2 separate regions of the Mus musculus genome follow, and region 2 is linked to region 1. Evidence: chromatin contacts called from public Hi-C data. All regions are on one chromosome and are shown on one strand. Each heading gives the region's core, a stretch centred on a gene start, on an enhancer-like site or on the middle of the called end of the contact. The rest is flanking DNA. Distances are from core to core; before and after follow the strand shown. Region 1 overlaps Zfhx4 (zinc finger homeodomain 4). Region 2 overlaps Zfhx4 (zinc finger homeodomain 4).

Region 1 (7,944 bases), core at 1,888-4,387:
CCATTCAGTTCAGCTAGAGCCTTTGAAAATTGGAACTGAATCCAGAAGTCACCCACATGGCCAGAATGCTAGAAAAGTGTGTTGAGAAGAGCTGGATTTCAGCATTCATCATCCGTACTCACTCTTGTATGTTCAGGAAAGGGATTGTGGTATTAATGAAAATCAAGACTGTGGGTATTGTAAAGGAAAGCAAAAAAAAAAAAAAAAAAAAATCTGGGAGGGAGTCCAGTAGGGATGTTTTCTCTGAGAAAATGTACTTTCTGCTTCAGAAGGGGGCTAATCAGAATTTGGGCAGCTTCCCAGCTCTGTAACTCTTACACATACTTCCGTGTTATATAACAGGTTAGTCTAGGTGCTCTAAATGGCCAAGAGGATTCTATGATTCATAAAAATACTGATGACCTCAGTGACTTAAAATGCATTTTAAATAATCATGAACATGATGTGAACAAGCAGGAACTTTCCTTTCTGTGTAAGTTAGATGAGGACAAGGCTGTGAAGCTTTCAAGGCACCATAGTGTACAGAAAGAACATACATAATTCAAGCCCGCCCGCCCTTTCATTCTGTTTACTTTGGGCTCATTTTCCTTTTAAGTAAGTTTGTTTACTTCCACTTAAATTTTACATGAGAGTCTACTTAATTTCTTAGCAACATAATGACTGGTACAGATCTTGTCAGTTATAAGCTACCTGGATTAATTTAGACTGTGACCTTGTCTAAGTGTTTAAGTCTTTGGAAGGTTTGTTTTCCTATTCTGTGTCTCCAGATTTGCTGAATATGAGTATTGTGAACTATAAAATACATCAGTTTGAAATGACACTATATGTGGTCACCGAGGCTCTAGATTGAATATATTAAGATGGTGAGTGTTTGATGAAGTATATCTACAAGAATGTGTATAGAGCAACCCATTGCTGCGATGAGATAGGATGAGGCAGCAGGTTTTCCTTAGCAGGTCTAGCTTGGCAGGTGGCTCCCACTCCACCATTATTATTGGTTCAGCTATGAGAGCTCCTAGATAGTTAATGCATTTCTGTGTTTTCATTTCTCTATGAAGCAAATTAGGGCAGAAGCAGTTTTTAAATAATTCAGACCTTGGTGAATTCACATGAATTCTAGGGTCTTCGTTGTCCATTAAATACAATAATAGAAGAGACCACAATGCTTGCTCCAGTCTTTCAGTGAACTCAATCTGCTTGAGAGCCTGTAAGTCAGAGTGCTTCCAAAGTGTTTCCAGGGAAACATTTTTCTGTATATTGTTATTAAGAGATTTTGATATGTCATGAAATGAATATAAGTCATACTATTCCATGGTGTCCTATTAACCAAAATTCCTATAAGCCTGGAGGAAAAAAATCCAGATTCATGTATAAATATATGTAAATGTCTACAGAATCATTAAGTCGTCTTTGGAAATTTTCTAGATAAGTTATTAGCATCCAATTGGATTAATTCTTAGGGCAAATCACAGAATTTTGCATTTTTTACAATAATGCATTATTTAATGGAGGATTAACCAGTTTCAAATATGACCGTTTGCCTAAAAGTTAGTAAATACATAAATACAATCTCTTGGACCATCTAGAAACTGGAATCTATTTTTGATACAATTTTAAAAATAATTTAACTCATAATAATCTTGTACTCTGATACACATTTATAAACAAAATTATTGTTTGTTTTTATGGAAATATAACTAGCCCTGGATTGTATGTGCTTGAGAGATATTCAAATAAATTGCAGTCTTTAAGGAGGCAGTGGTCATATCTATTTCACTACTGTATCCACATTGATGGGTAAATTATTAGCAATTCTGAGTGACTTATTAGTGTTCTTAAAAGCACACAGAAATCTTCAGTTTATTATACGAACAGATTCTGCTATGTGTCTCACCAAGGTGCTGAAAAAGTACACAAATTCAAATTGGTTGTTTCTTTTCTGGAAAATTCCTTAGAGAAAACTTTCAGAGCAATATAAATGACTTTTTGTTTTAGATGTTAAGATTGCTGTCATCAGAAGGGCACAATTCCCCTTTCAATTGAGAAGGAAACTGGAGCCCATAGAAATTCCTGAGAAAGAGCACATAATTCAGAGTAGATAGGTGATCCAGGGTGTGTGTGTGGGGGGGGGGGCATAAGAATGTGAGCCCTGCCATGAGTTTTCACATTGAGGGGTTTAGCACTCTTCTGTCTAAAACTTCTGTGCTCTGAATATGAGAATCATTTGCCCCCCCCCCCTCTCTCTCTCTGTGTCTGTTTGTGTTTTCTAGTTTAAAATGCTTGGTTGGCTTGTTGGTTAGATGGTTTGATCTGCACACTACAAAACATTGGTTTGAAGGGATCCCAGTCTTATGTCTTTTGATAGCTCTTATTGAACTGGGATGGGTTTATAAAGCCAGTCAAGTAGAGATAGGACCCAAATAGTCTAAAAGGTAAACATTTGCAAGAAAAGTGGAGTGGGACATTTCCTTCTTTAAAAGAAGCAAGGAGTAATTTCTTTAGGAATCATTCTAATTTTCTAGAAGTGGTTTTGTCACAGAAAAATGTTCAAGTATTCACTGTCAACAAAGAAATCATGGATAGCACTTAAAGTGGCTCACTTCTAACTTATTCATAAAGTTCACATGAGCATTTGGCTTTGTTCTTGTTCTAAGCAGGGGGCAAATGCCAATAAGAACAAGAATAAGAGTTCCTTGCATGGTCCAAGAGAGATCCCCACTTTACCTCAAAGTCCAACCGACTTTCTTATGATCTGTTAGGGCAGCATTGCATAAGATTGGCGGTGTGTTCTCAGAGGATTTGAGAAAAGAAGTTAGAAGAAGAACCTACTGTATGGACTTAGAGTGTATGCATCAAGAACTTGCACCTGGATCTTACTCAGTCTGTAGTTTGAGGGGTAGAAGTGGTTATGCTAAATCAAAGGTTTGACATTCAATTAGCCTAAAGAGTTTCACATTGAATAATAATTGGAAAAAATGATTAAAAATTCTAATAAAATATGACAATGTCATAATAAAACTGGCTTTGATAGTCCTTCCCTCTACTGAAGTAAACAGAGAATTCATACCAGGAAGAGAGTAAGAGTAAACTAGGATCAGCGTGGAGTAGGGCTGAAGAACAAGGCTTCCCACCCACTGGTTAGCCATACTTATTTGAGGAGCTTCATTTCTATTACTTCATAAATGATGCTCTACTCAGATGCTCATGTTGAGAGTGCAGGAAATACATTTAAAAGACCTGTCTCGTGTGCAGTAGCCAGAGATTTAGTGGTGACTTACAGTTTACTCTAGAGTTTCCCTACTTCAAATCCAGTTCACACTCACTTCTCTTTTCTCTTTGAATGGAGTTGGTTTCTTATTACACACGGAGCACATATTTACACACACACACACACACACACACACACACACACACAAATTCTTTCTCCAAGCTTTCACAATACATTGCAGGAACCTAGAAGAGCCATATTAAGGATGGTGATGAGAGTTAATGATGTATCTGTAGATAAAGCTGTGCAGTCACATCAGAGGCATCAGCTTGTTTGTCATGACTGGAGTGAAGATGTCAAGACCAATGAGTGTACGAGCACAGAAGGAACAAAAGGGCTTTGCAGAGACACATTTTTGTACTGGGAGCCAGCAATGGCTTGGATTTAGCTCCAGGGAAAGATTTGGATTAGACAACACTATGTACAAATCCTGAGGATAACAGAACGAGTTGGTGAAATGGGGGAGGAAATGTAAGAATGGACACAGTTCTCAATATGCATTTTAGACTGCAGCTGGGAAACTATGGAATTTCCAAGGTATATGTCATGTGGGGGATTAATGATTTAAGCCAAACTGAAGCTACAGGTTTGAGATAGTATTAATTGTAAAATTTTCTTGTCATATGCTAAACATGTGTACATATACTGAACATGAATATATATGCCCAACATCTGGACATTAAATTTAGCTGCATTAAAAAAGTTTCAATTTTTGCTTCTATGTAAAACCTACATAGAGAAACAGTATTTGCATCTACAGAGGTAACATTCAGGTTTGAAATGCTTTTCACATTACAGTGGACTTTAGTACTTAATTTCAATAACAATTATGGCAATGCCATACTTGTTACCTTGCTGAATTTACGTAAAACCAAGATGCTAAACTCTCTTTACACAGACTTCATTCTGAAACATTAACTGAAAAGTAACAGATTTTCTTTCCGTACCTGAGTTCTTATCCTTGATAGGCCAATATTAGCAGGTTTATTCCATTTTGGATCCACCTAGCTGTTCTCTTTCAGTTAATGTATCTAGACAACCCCTTCTTGTTTCATTCTATTGATTTACAGTGCTAAAGTGAGAAAATCGGATACCTGTTTCCTGCCCTCTGACTATTTGTCTTCACAAAGGCTGATTACTTTCTCTCCTAGCTCTTTAGCTGTTTTAAATGTATAATTATCATTGCATGTCATTTGATAGCCTCACTAATTGCTACCAACTATTGTCTGTTTGCACTTAATGCTGAAACCTGATCAACATTCTGCTTTGGTTGATGTTTAATGGTAAACTTTAATTAACTCTTATTGCATTGAAGAAGAGTTCAGCCTTGGTGCTAACTAATCATTTACCTTCATTATGTCCTGACAGCTTCACTTGTCCTTAGCCCTAATAGATACACCAGTCACTAAATAAACCTGCAAACCTTATGTCTTGTAGTTGTGCCATGCTAATACTTTTCTACTAAAAGTATAAAATAATTGGGGCCAGAAAAGTATTCAGTTAGTTTTATATCTCTAGTTCTTTGGACACTAATCTTAAATTGCTTCTTTTTAAGCAGAACAATTTTATTTTAATAGAAACTGTAGATTTGAGATAACATTATTTCTTCAACATGATCCTGGGAACATGCATCTTTTGAATCAATATCATTAAGCCTGTCTCCTGTTGGAATTCTTGTAATTATTTTTCCTGAAATACTTTTTCTGTAATGATATTGAAGTTAAAGTAATCAGGTTACCAGCAGATCATGTAAAATTCAACTCAAAATTACTGGTTGCTTGATTTTAATTTGTCTGACATCAAGTTTGTTTGAAAGGGGATAATATGTGGGTAAACGAAGGAGCTTATAATTATGGTTGACATTTGTTTGTTTATAATGAAATCTAATTAAATTTCATAGATTTAAAACACAAAAGTTAATTACTGAATTGCTCACTTCACTGATGGGCATCAGTCAAATTAACTTTTAGGGGAAAGAAACAGGGAGAGATGGAGAAAGCGATTGAGATCACAGACAAAAGAGTCTTCATAATAGAAATAAAGTAACCTACTATTCTTAGTGATCAAACATAAATTTGCCAAGTTTTCATCCGGAAGAACACTTGGCATTCCACTTATGTTTCCTATTATGTTAGTCTGAATGTGTGTTTTTTTAAATATAAAGTAATTTAAAATATTTACATAGCATATAAAAACAGATACATTTGGTAGACTCTAAGAATAGTATATAGAGCCACTTTGTAGGGATTTTAAAAATTACACATGTAATTTTCTTTGTTCAAACTATGTGAAATCATGTAAAAACATTAAAGTCATAGCTCAGGGAATAGGAATGGTTGCTGGAATACTTGACTTGTGATTAGTTTTATAAAGGTAATTATAGTAGGTGTAGCCTACAAGAAATGACTTTCCTATATATTTAACACTAATGTATTTATTGTTATGTTGAAGGGAACAGTGGAACATAAATAGTCATAAAATTATTTTACCCTTTAAATACTCAGTTGTTAGTACCTCGATTTTTATTTTTTATGTGACTGGATAAAGAAGGTTGTGACCTTGCCTTGGAACATATTCTTACCACACTGTGTTTGTGATTACACTTGTGAAAGGAAGAGAATCACAGGCATGCATTAGAACATATTGTAATCTTACCATGTGTGATAATGTGTGTGATGGTTGTTGCTAAGGCAGTAAACCTCTTGACACCAAATGTTTTGTATTCAAACATACATTACATGTGTCAATTAGGATTAATTTTAAATATTCTCGTAATTATTAGCATTGATACCATCTAGATATTCAGATAGTTTAAATGAGAGTTGTTATTCAATCACATTTTAAAGATGGACAGTATAGGTGCAGGAAAGACACGGCAACTTTGATTTTTACATTTCCAAGACATGATTGAAGAGTCCATGTTTCCCCCAAGGAAGCTGAAAGGATTACATGTTATAGCTTCATACTTAAGTGTTATGCACTTGAACTTTCAAATATGATAGGAGCATCCAGAAGGGACTGGAGAAGGAAGACTAATTGGTTCTTCCATTATGATGCCTTGAACTTTAAAGTGATTTACAAAATCTTGAAGACCTTCCAGGGAATATATTTGAATATATTTTAATGCATGCCCCCACTGAGTTTTAGACTTACATATTATTTGGGGAAGAGATATCCAGAAGATCATTTGAGGCTAGCCTTACTTTTGACAAGAAGAAAAGAGGAAGGTGATGGACACATAAGTATAATTGGGTCATTGCCATCATTTGATACTTTTATTCTCTTTAGATGATGAAAAAAGTGTAGTTTGAGTGTTGGCAAACAACAGCTTTCTAGTAATATTTTAGCTGTAATACTTACCCCGTGATGAAGCAATCACTCAAAGACTGAGTGTCAGTTGGAATAGTAACAAAGCAGTATCAACGAGAAAACCAGAAAAAGGCACAGAACATAACTGCAGTCTTTGTCCTTGCCTCACACCAGTGCAAACTATTCATTTTCAATTAGAATGAATAAGAAAATTAGAAATCAGCTCAATTGGTAGAAATTACCCAAGTTTGTTTCCAGAGGTAGCTAGTGTTGGATCCATCTTGCCTACGGATTATGAAATTTTCCTGAAGCAAACAAATAAAATGAGTCATATAATAGCATAATTTGGTTAAAGAGAGACTATTGATTCCTCTGTAAGCAAAGTAGCTGGAGTTTGATTAAAGTTGTAAAGAAAACTGAGTAAAATTTCCATTTCTCACAAGTAATCTAATTAAGAACTATTGGACTTAGTGGGGAAGTATGCCTCTCCTCTTTTGCTCCACAGCACATATGTCTAATGCTATGTAATTATCATATAACTTCCATGTGGATTTAGTGATCTAAGAGTGAAGGAGAAAGGAGACTAAGAAAGACGGGAAGGAAAAAAATCAAAGATGGAGAAGATGATGCTTCAAACACAGAGTACTATTTATAGAGAGGGAAACCAATCTGCCTTGAATCGCTAACTGAGATTCTAATGAGAAAAATGAGAGGGAGTCAAGGGGAAAATACTTAGTTGACTCACATAGACATACTTGCCTTTCTAAACTTTCCCTTCGTAAAAATGTGCTTGTTCTAAATGCTGAATATATTTGGTTACATCCTTCTATTCAAACTTAATTACCTTCTCCCCTTTGTCATGACATGGGTGGAAAGTTTTTGCCGTGTCAGGAGAGGTCGTCACACATTCTTTTGCAGTTCGCTTCATTAATTCCTTCTTGCAGAAGCATTCTCTCTCGTGCTGGGAAGGTAGAAGGGTGTAACAGAAGAGCCCTGGAACATCAGCAGGAAGCTCTAAGCTGGTTAATGCAGTATAATTGTCTGGACATAGACTGGTCTTTGTTTGTGTGGTTCACTCTGAATCAGCTGTAATTAACTCCAGAGTGTTTCCAGATTGCCAGCAAAGAAAAATTACAGCTTTTCTGTTTTAAATTGTAAAGCTCACAAACATTAACTATGGATATTGCCTTTACTTTGATATATTTCTGTCCTGGAAGGAAAAATAAAAGCTAACTTGAATTCCCCACCCCACCTCTAAAAATATGCTTTTGTTAAGTTCCTTGATTTAGTGTCTGCTGGAACATAATGGCCCTTAATAGTTGGGTTTGAAACCTTTTTTACTTAGTATTTTCAATCTTTTATCGTCC
Region 2 (7,944 bases), core at 3,947-6,446, 73 kb after region 1:
GGAGGTTATCCTTGAACTTCTGACTTTTGATCATCCTGCCTCCACCTCCTGTGTGATAGAATTACAGAGATATGTCTCATTGTCTGCTACCATGCCCCATTTTATGCAATGTTGGAGACTAAACCAGGACTTCTTGTATAGTAAACATGTACACTATTGAATTATAATCCCAGCCTGTCTCCTTTCTTTATTTCAATTATTACTTACTTATTCCACACTGCATTATGTAATTACTATGACACCCTACTATTCAATAATTTCACTTAAACATTGTTACCAGTGTTCAATGCATATTTTCTTTATTGGGTTGTATGTCTGTTTTCAGGAGCAAGAAATAGGAAGGCTGGATGGATGGTTTGGGAAGAATATAATATCTCATATATTGCATTAGCAACATGCCTCTTGTTATTTACATGTTCTACCAAACATTTTTTTTCTAATTTGAGTACATATACAATTTATTTTCAATTTTTCAAATGGTTAAATTGCCAAATTTAAACTATTCCCCTGATATTATCATGTTCTTAACAATCATATCAGTATTTGAGTAGATGTGTTTTTTCCCTATTATTTACAAGATATAACAAGTTCAGAGCTTAATTTACCAGCTATGTAAATAAACATGTCTTTAATGCATGCATATTTATGAACTTGTTTTTCTTTTTGACCTCACAAATGTGTTTTCTTATACCCATTGTGAAGAAAAGCCATACAAAAACTGCTAAAAAATTTAAAAGGTCTTCTATATATCCTCTAAATTAATACCATACTTTTCTTCATATTTACTTAATTGAACACAGCATGGCTTATTTTTCTAATAATGGTGAAAGAATTTACCATGGTATATCCATGTTTAGTCAATACACATAATGGCCAATTCTTAATTCAGGAACTGAATGGCTGTCAGTCAGGGATTTCCAGGCAGAAACTTACTCAGGAAAAGTGTTTGGGTGTGGTCAGGGGAGATAATGGAAATGTCTTGGAGTTTAACTGGTTCACCCAATGAGACTGGTCATACCGTGAGTGGGATGTCTACAAAGATGGCTTCCCCACGACAGATTTTATCTGTTTAAAGAGGGATTTTTCTGAGCATCATTGACAACTAAGAAAGCCCTCACACACGATGAGGACTGGAGAGATCTTTGGCTGTTCACATTTGTACCAGAGAAGCCCTGCTCTCCCACACCCCATAGCTAGGGAAGGTGCTTCACAGAGGTAAATACTTTGCTACTCTTCACACAACTAACTGATCAAAGTTTCCCAACCTCTTGATTCAGAGGGAAGGTACCATATCTGCAATTCTTGCTCAAAACACACAGGCCATCAGCATTCTGGAACAGGAGGACATAAAAAGCAAGAGCCAGAGATAGAACAATAAATATACATCCCCCAAATGAAGTGATTAGTAGTGTAGCAAGAGACTTCTCCATGTAAGATAGCTCTGAGCTAATGTATCATTGTAGTCAGAGAGGCTATGCCATCTTACATTCTAACCTCATAAACTTGAGTTTTCTTTTGTTATTATCGTAGTCAATAGACATACTTTTCCTTGGAGTAGCTTTCATTAACTTAAAATAAATATACTGTATTCTTGTTATGACTACAGTATAAACTGTTATAAATGCCAGACATACGACGGCAGGGACAAAGCACTTCCATTCATGGAGCTCTTAGAACAGGCAGGAATATAATGAGTTATAGCATAGACACTGTGACTGGAGAAAGAGAAACTAAAAGGTTTGGGAGTGGGGGGTGAAGGGCAGGGAAGTTGGCAGAACATTTAGGGGGCTTCTGTGATGTCACTCTCAACATCACTCTTGTAAATTACATAAACAGTTGTCAGGAAAGAGATTATTTCCAAATAACAAAATGTAGAAATGATTTCTAAATCATTTTTAGATTCTCAGTTTCAAGTTCAGGATTGTTTGTAACCCTGTTCTCTGACTGGCTCTGCAGGTGTCTGGAATGAGATTTGTGACAAGACCTGTGGCACTGTTACCTGTTTCTGGAATTCAGTATTGACTTTCCCCAATCTTCCTACAGGTTTTAATGAGAAATACAGTTACATGTTGATCTTCAATATACACTAAAAATCAATTTTACAATTATATAAACATGATATGTGATCTGATACTTTCCATAAATTAAAATTAGTATTTTAAGAAAAGCTTTTTTATTTTTGTATTAGATATTTTCTTTATGTACATTTCAAATGTTATCGCTTTTCCTAGTTTCCCCTCCAAAAATACCCTATCACTACCCCTCTCCCCCTGCTCCCTAACCCACCCACTCCCATTCCTGGTCCTGGAATTCCCCTATACTGGGGCCTAGAGCCTTCACAGGACCAAGGGCCTCTCTTTCCATTGATGACCAACTAGGCCATCCTCTGCTACAAATATAGCTAGAGCCACAAGTTCCACAATTTGATTTCTTTGATTGCTGGTATAATTCCAAGGAGCTCTGAGGGTACTGGTTAGTCCATATTGATGTTCCTTCTATAGGGCTTCAGTCCCCTTCAGCTCCCTGGGTATTTCTCTGACTCCTTCATTGGGGACCTTGTGTTCCATCCAATGGATGACTGTGAGCATCCACCTCTGTATTTTCCATGCACTGGCAGAGCCTCACAGGAGACAGCTATTTCAGGCTCCTGTCAGCAGGCTCTTGTTGGCATCTGCCTAGTGTCTGGGTTTGGTGGTTGTTTATGGAGTGGATCCCCAAGTGGGGCAGTCTCTGGATGGTCATTCTTTCAGGCTGGGCTCTGAAGTTTGTCTCTGTAATTTCTTCCATGGGTGTTTTGTTCCCCATTCTAAGAAGGAATGAAGTATCCACATTTTGTTCTTCCTTCTTCTTGAGTTTCATATGTTTTGCAAATTGTATCTTGGGTATTCAAAATTCTGGGCTAATATCCAGTTATCAGTGAGTGCATATCATGTGTGTTCTTTTGTGATTGGGTTACCTCACTCAGGATGATATCCTCCAGATACATCCATTTGCCTAAGAATTTCATTAATTCATTGTTTTTAATAGCTAAGTAGTACTCCATTGTGTAAATATACCACATTTTCTGCATCCATTCTTCTGTTGAGGGACATCTGGGTTCTTTCCAGCTTCTGGCTATTATAAATAAGGCTGCTATGAACATAGTGGAGCATGTGTCCTTATTATAAGTTGGAACATCTTCTAGGTATATGTCCAGGAGAAGTATTCCTAGAACTTCTGATTCAACTATGTCCAATTTTCTAAGGAACCATCAGACTGATTTCCAGTGTGGTTGTATAAGCTTGCAATCCCACCAGCTATGGAAGACTGTTTCTCTTTCTCCACATCCTTGCCAGCATCTGCTGTCCCCAGAATTTTTGATCTTAGCCATTCTGACTGTTCTGAGATGGAATCTCATGGTTGTTTTGATTTGCATTTTCCTGATAATTAAGGATGGTGAACATTTTTTCAGGTCCTTCTCAGCCATTCGGATGTTCTCAGTTAAGAATTCTTTGTTTAGGTCTGTACCTCTATTTTTTTTTTTTTTTTTTGAGACAGGGTTTCTCTGTATAGCCCTGGCTGTCCTGGAACTCACTTTGTAGACCAGGCTGTCCTCAAACTCAAAAATCCACCTGCCTCTGCCTCCCGAGTGCTGGGATTAAAGGTATGTGACACCATGCCTGGCCATCATTTTTTAATAGGTATATTTGATATTCTGGAGTCCATCTTCTTGAGTTCGTTATAAATATTGGATATTAGTTCCCTATCACATTTAGGATTGGTAGAGATCCTTTCCTAATCTGTTGGTGGCCTTTTTGTCTTATTGACAGTGTCTTTTGCCTTACAGAAGCTTTGCAATTTTATGAGGTCCCATTTGTCGATTCTCAATCTTACAGCACAAGCCGTTGCTGTTATGTTCAGGAATTTTTCCCCTGTGCTCATATCTTTGATGCTTTCCCCCACTTTCTCCTCTTTAAGTTTCAGAGTCTCTGGTCTTATGTGGACATCTTTGATCCACTTAGACTTGAGCTTTGTACAAGGAGATAAGAATGGATCAATTCTCCATTGGGCCAGTTGACCCAGCACCATTTGTTGAAAATGCTCTTCTTTCCACTGGATGGTTTAAGCTCCCTTGTCAAAGATCAAGTGACCATAGGTGTGTGAGTTCATTTCTGGGTCTTCAGTTCTATTCCATTGATCTACCTGTCTGTAGCTTTACCAGTACCATGCAGATTTTATCACAATTGCTCTGTAGTATAGCTTGAGTTCAGGCTTGGTGATTTCCCCAGAGGTTGTTTTATTTTTGAGAATAGATTTTCCTATCCTAGGTTTTTTGTTATTCCATATGAATTTGCACATTGCCCTTTCTAACTTGGTGAATAATTGAGTTGGAATTTTCATTGAATCTGTAGACTCCTTTCGGCAAGATAGCCATTTTGACTATATTAGTCCTGCCAATTCATGAGCATGGGAGATCTTTCCATCTTCTGAGATCTTCATAGATTTCTTTCTTCAGAGACTTGAAGTTCTTTTTTTTTTTAATTAGGTATTTTCCTCGTTTACATTTTGAATGCTATCCCAAAGGTCCCCCATACCCACCCCCCCCAATCCCCTACCCACCCACTCCCCCTTTTTGGCCCTGACATTCCCCTGTACTGGGGCATATAAAGTTTGCAAGTCCAATGGGCCTCTCTTTGCAGTGATGGCCGACTAGGCCATCTTTTGATACATATGCAGCTAAAGACAAGAGCTCCCGGGTACTGGTTAGTTCATATTGTTGTTCCACCTATAGGGTTGCAGTTCCCTTTAGCTCCTTGGGTAATTTCTCTAGCTCCTCCATTGGGGGCCGTGTGACCCATCCAATAGCTGACTGTGATCATCCACTTCTGTGTTTGCTAGGCCCTGGCATAGCAGAGACTTGAAGTTCTTATCATACAGATCTTTCACTTCCTTAGTTAGAGTCACACCCAGGTATTTTATATTATTTGTGACTATTGTGAAGGGTGTTGTTTCCCTAATTTCTTTCTCAGCCTGTTTATCCTTTGTGTAGAGAAGGGCCACTGATTTGTTTGAGTTAATTTTATATCAGCTACTCCACTGAAGCTGTTTATCAGGTTTAGAAGTTCTCTGGTGCAATTTTTAGGGTTGAAATACTTTTTAAAATCTGTATGTTTATATTGAGAAAATAGTTGCCTATTTATTAAAACTCTGTATTCAAATTTAAACTGTAAACTGAGCTTATTTATGGTCTATCCTCTGCAGATGCCATTCCTATTGTTTTAAGCTAAATTGCAGTATTAAAAAGAAGAATTATAGTAGGTAGCACATCATTTCTTAATAAAAGTGAAAAGGATAAAAGAAATACTCTCCCCTTTGATGTTTGATTTAATCTACTACTGATTGCTATCACTCATTTGCTTTCCTTTTCCTATGTAATCTGTTTAGTAAGTGGAACTTCTTACTGCTGGGATGAGCTAAGTCTCAGCTTTTCACTTTAACAGTATCTTTGTGATCTAGGCCATCATGCTAGTGAGGTCTTGGTGATGAGCCATTAAACAAAATGATCTGCCTTCAGGACAGAGATTTGGTTGAATGCCAAACAGTAGTCAAGTACAATTAACTATCAAACATGTGAACACTCCATTATTCCAAGAGATGGAACTGCAGCCATCTGGAAAATCAGAAGGGGTGACTGATATTCTAGCTATGTTCTGTTTTCGTGGTGCATTTGAATAGTTCAATTTTATTATAATATTTTGACATTTTACTTTTTTGGTCATTTTGAATTTTGATTAATTTATTTTTAATATATTCAAGATGAAAATACAAAAGTTCTTATTCAATGTTTTCTAAAAGAATAAATGCTTAGTTTATTTTATATACCTGAGTTTTGGGTAGAATAAATGGGAATAGAAGGAAGTAATCAAATATTTTCCATGATTATTTGAAAGTACCTCCTTACTTCAAATTTATGTCAATGATCATTCTTTTAGATGAGATACCCTAAGCATGTGTGTTAAGCTATTTTTAGTGACATCATAATATGACTGTTTATTTTTGTTTCTCCACAGTTTTTCTAAGTGTATGAGTATGTATGTGTATATGTGCATGTGCGTGCATGTGCATGATTTTGTCCATGTGCCTGTGTGTGTGTGTCACATGAACACACATGCAGAAATCAGATGTTACCATTGGATATCTTTTTAAATTGCTCTCTCCCTTGTATGTTGAGGCAGAATCTCTCACTTGAACTTAGATCTTGTAAATCCAGCGGGTCTAACCAGCAAATTTTCTCTCAGGATACTGTCTCCAGCTTTCCAGGGCTGATAGTTAGATAGGCTGCCATTCTTGCCTCATGGTACTGTGGGTGCTAGGATCTAAACTCTAGCTCTTTTGCTTAAAGTACAAGCACTTTAGGTCTTATGCTTAAAGTACAAGCACTTAGTGCTTAAAGTACAAGCACTTTACCCACTGAGCCATCACTACTCACTAGTCCAATTTTTTTTCTTAGATATTTTAAGGATGCACACAAAATCACAGTAAACCTATATACAAACCCAAAGAACAGTATCTAAGAATATCAAAGAATGTAATGAATTCATTTCTTACTCCTTTATGGTTGAAGTTTTACTTTGTGCTGAGGACAGGCTTGCTCCTAAGAACTAAGGTCAAACACACAAATTCCTCTTCAGCTCTGTGAAGTTTTTATTTTGGGCATAAATATAATCACATCAAATCATCCATCAGATTAAAATCTTTATGAATGCTGTGGCAGAGTCAGGGGCTGGAAAGTTAGGTGTCATGGAGCTGGGTTCCCTCCTGTGAGTAGCTGGAGGGGATCTTTGAATCATAAAATAGCAAGGGAAGTTAAAGTCCATTGACTTTCCAAAAGAAGCTTGGGTGGATATTGTAGGTTTTAATAGGAAAGTATTCACCCTAGGGTAGTTTGGAAATCTATGGAGAAATTGCTGATGATGGTCACAGTGATGGGCACTTGCTAATGACATTTATTACTGGGGAGTCAGGTATTCCAGACAACTTGAGTGTGACAGTTCCTACATGGAGAAAACTGTCTTTTGAATGAATTACAATTACTCTGTACAGCATTTATGTGAAGTGATTAAACCTGTTTGGCTTATGAGGAAGTTTGTTTATAAATAAAAGATCTTTTAATCATAATATTTTAAATATTGAAATCCCCAGGAATCCAGTTATCAGGGACATCTAGGAAATCTGATATTTCCATTTGGTTTGTAGTTTGCTACTAGTTAATTACTATTTAAATTTCTTTATACACCAAAAGAAAACTTCCTCATGAAATGAGAGTTGCTTCTGCAACACCATTACAAGCATGGATTTACCCATGCTAAATTTGCTCTACATGGTCATGTCTTTAGTTTTTCAAAGTGAAATGAACATATTAATTCATCACATATTCTTTTTCTTTCATTTCTCCCTTGTATTAGTGTTGTGCCATTATATGAATCTGTTTAAATTTTTGAGTGTAGATAGCTAATGTTCGAATGACTGTCAATGAAACCTACTTTTGAAATAGGACTTGTGTTTTAAAATATGACCAAAAGAACAGTAATTTCAAGCTGAAATCTTTTTTTAGTTCTCTGCTCTTGGGATGATGTTTCACAGATTTGGCCTCTTGATTTCCAAACAAAAGGAAGCTCAAAAGGCCTTTGCTTTGACTATTGTCTGTCAAAAATCAAGGCAAGGTGGGAAGGGAATCAGGTTACAAGGTCATTTGAGAGTATTTAATGAAGCTGTCCTGTTGGGGCTAGTTAGCTGGAGTATTCTTGGACTGAACACTCTAGAAATTGAAGGGTCATTTCGAGAAAAATTACTTACAAATAAAACCAAGAGTCTCAAAATACTTTCTTGGAATGTGTCTGTTCTTCTGGAAGACAGCCAGCAGTTCAATAAAAACACATTGTGATGTTTTAAAAAGTGTATTTT

Evidence for each region. Hi-C and Micro-C count contacts between places; a contact is called where the count stands out from the background.
Region 2: a Hi-C map of the N1E-115 cell line shows a contact between it and region 1, with 2.7 times the contacts expected there. The contact joins two enhancer-like sites. A contact is called at or near these places in 1 of 15 datasets of contacts at CTCF or cohesin (the NIH/3T3 cell line), 1 of 484 Hi-C or Micro-C datasets (the N1E-115 cell line), 1 of 115 datasets of contacts at active chromatin or transcription factors (craniofacial prominence) and 3 of 9 other capture datasets (adipose tissue, liver and pancreatic islet).

Annotation. Positions count from the first base shown.
Region 1 is chr3:5,229,089-5,237,032 of GRCm38.p6, forward strand. The region is part of intron 1 of Zfhx4 (zinc finger homeodomain 4); the gene reads left to right. Among named protein-coding and RNA genes, the nearest start is that of 2700069I18Rik, 12 kb to the left of the region's middle. Within about 2 kb of position 3,138, at least 7 of the 459 cell types and tissues checked have an H3K27ac peak or open chromatin away from gene starts, as enhancers often do. A contact at or near this core is called in the N1E-115 cell line, where this site is marked.
Region 2 is chr3:5,300,350-5,308,293 of GRCm38.p6, forward strand. All of the region lies in intron 3 of Zfhx4 (zinc finger homeodomain 4), which reads left to right. Among named protein-coding and RNA genes, the nearest start is that of 2700069I18Rik, 83 kb to the left of the region's middle. Within about 2 kb of position 5,197, at least 1 of the 459 cell types and tissues checked has an H3K27ac peak or open chromatin away from gene starts, as enhancers often do. A contact at or near this core is called in the N1E-115 cell line, where this site is marked.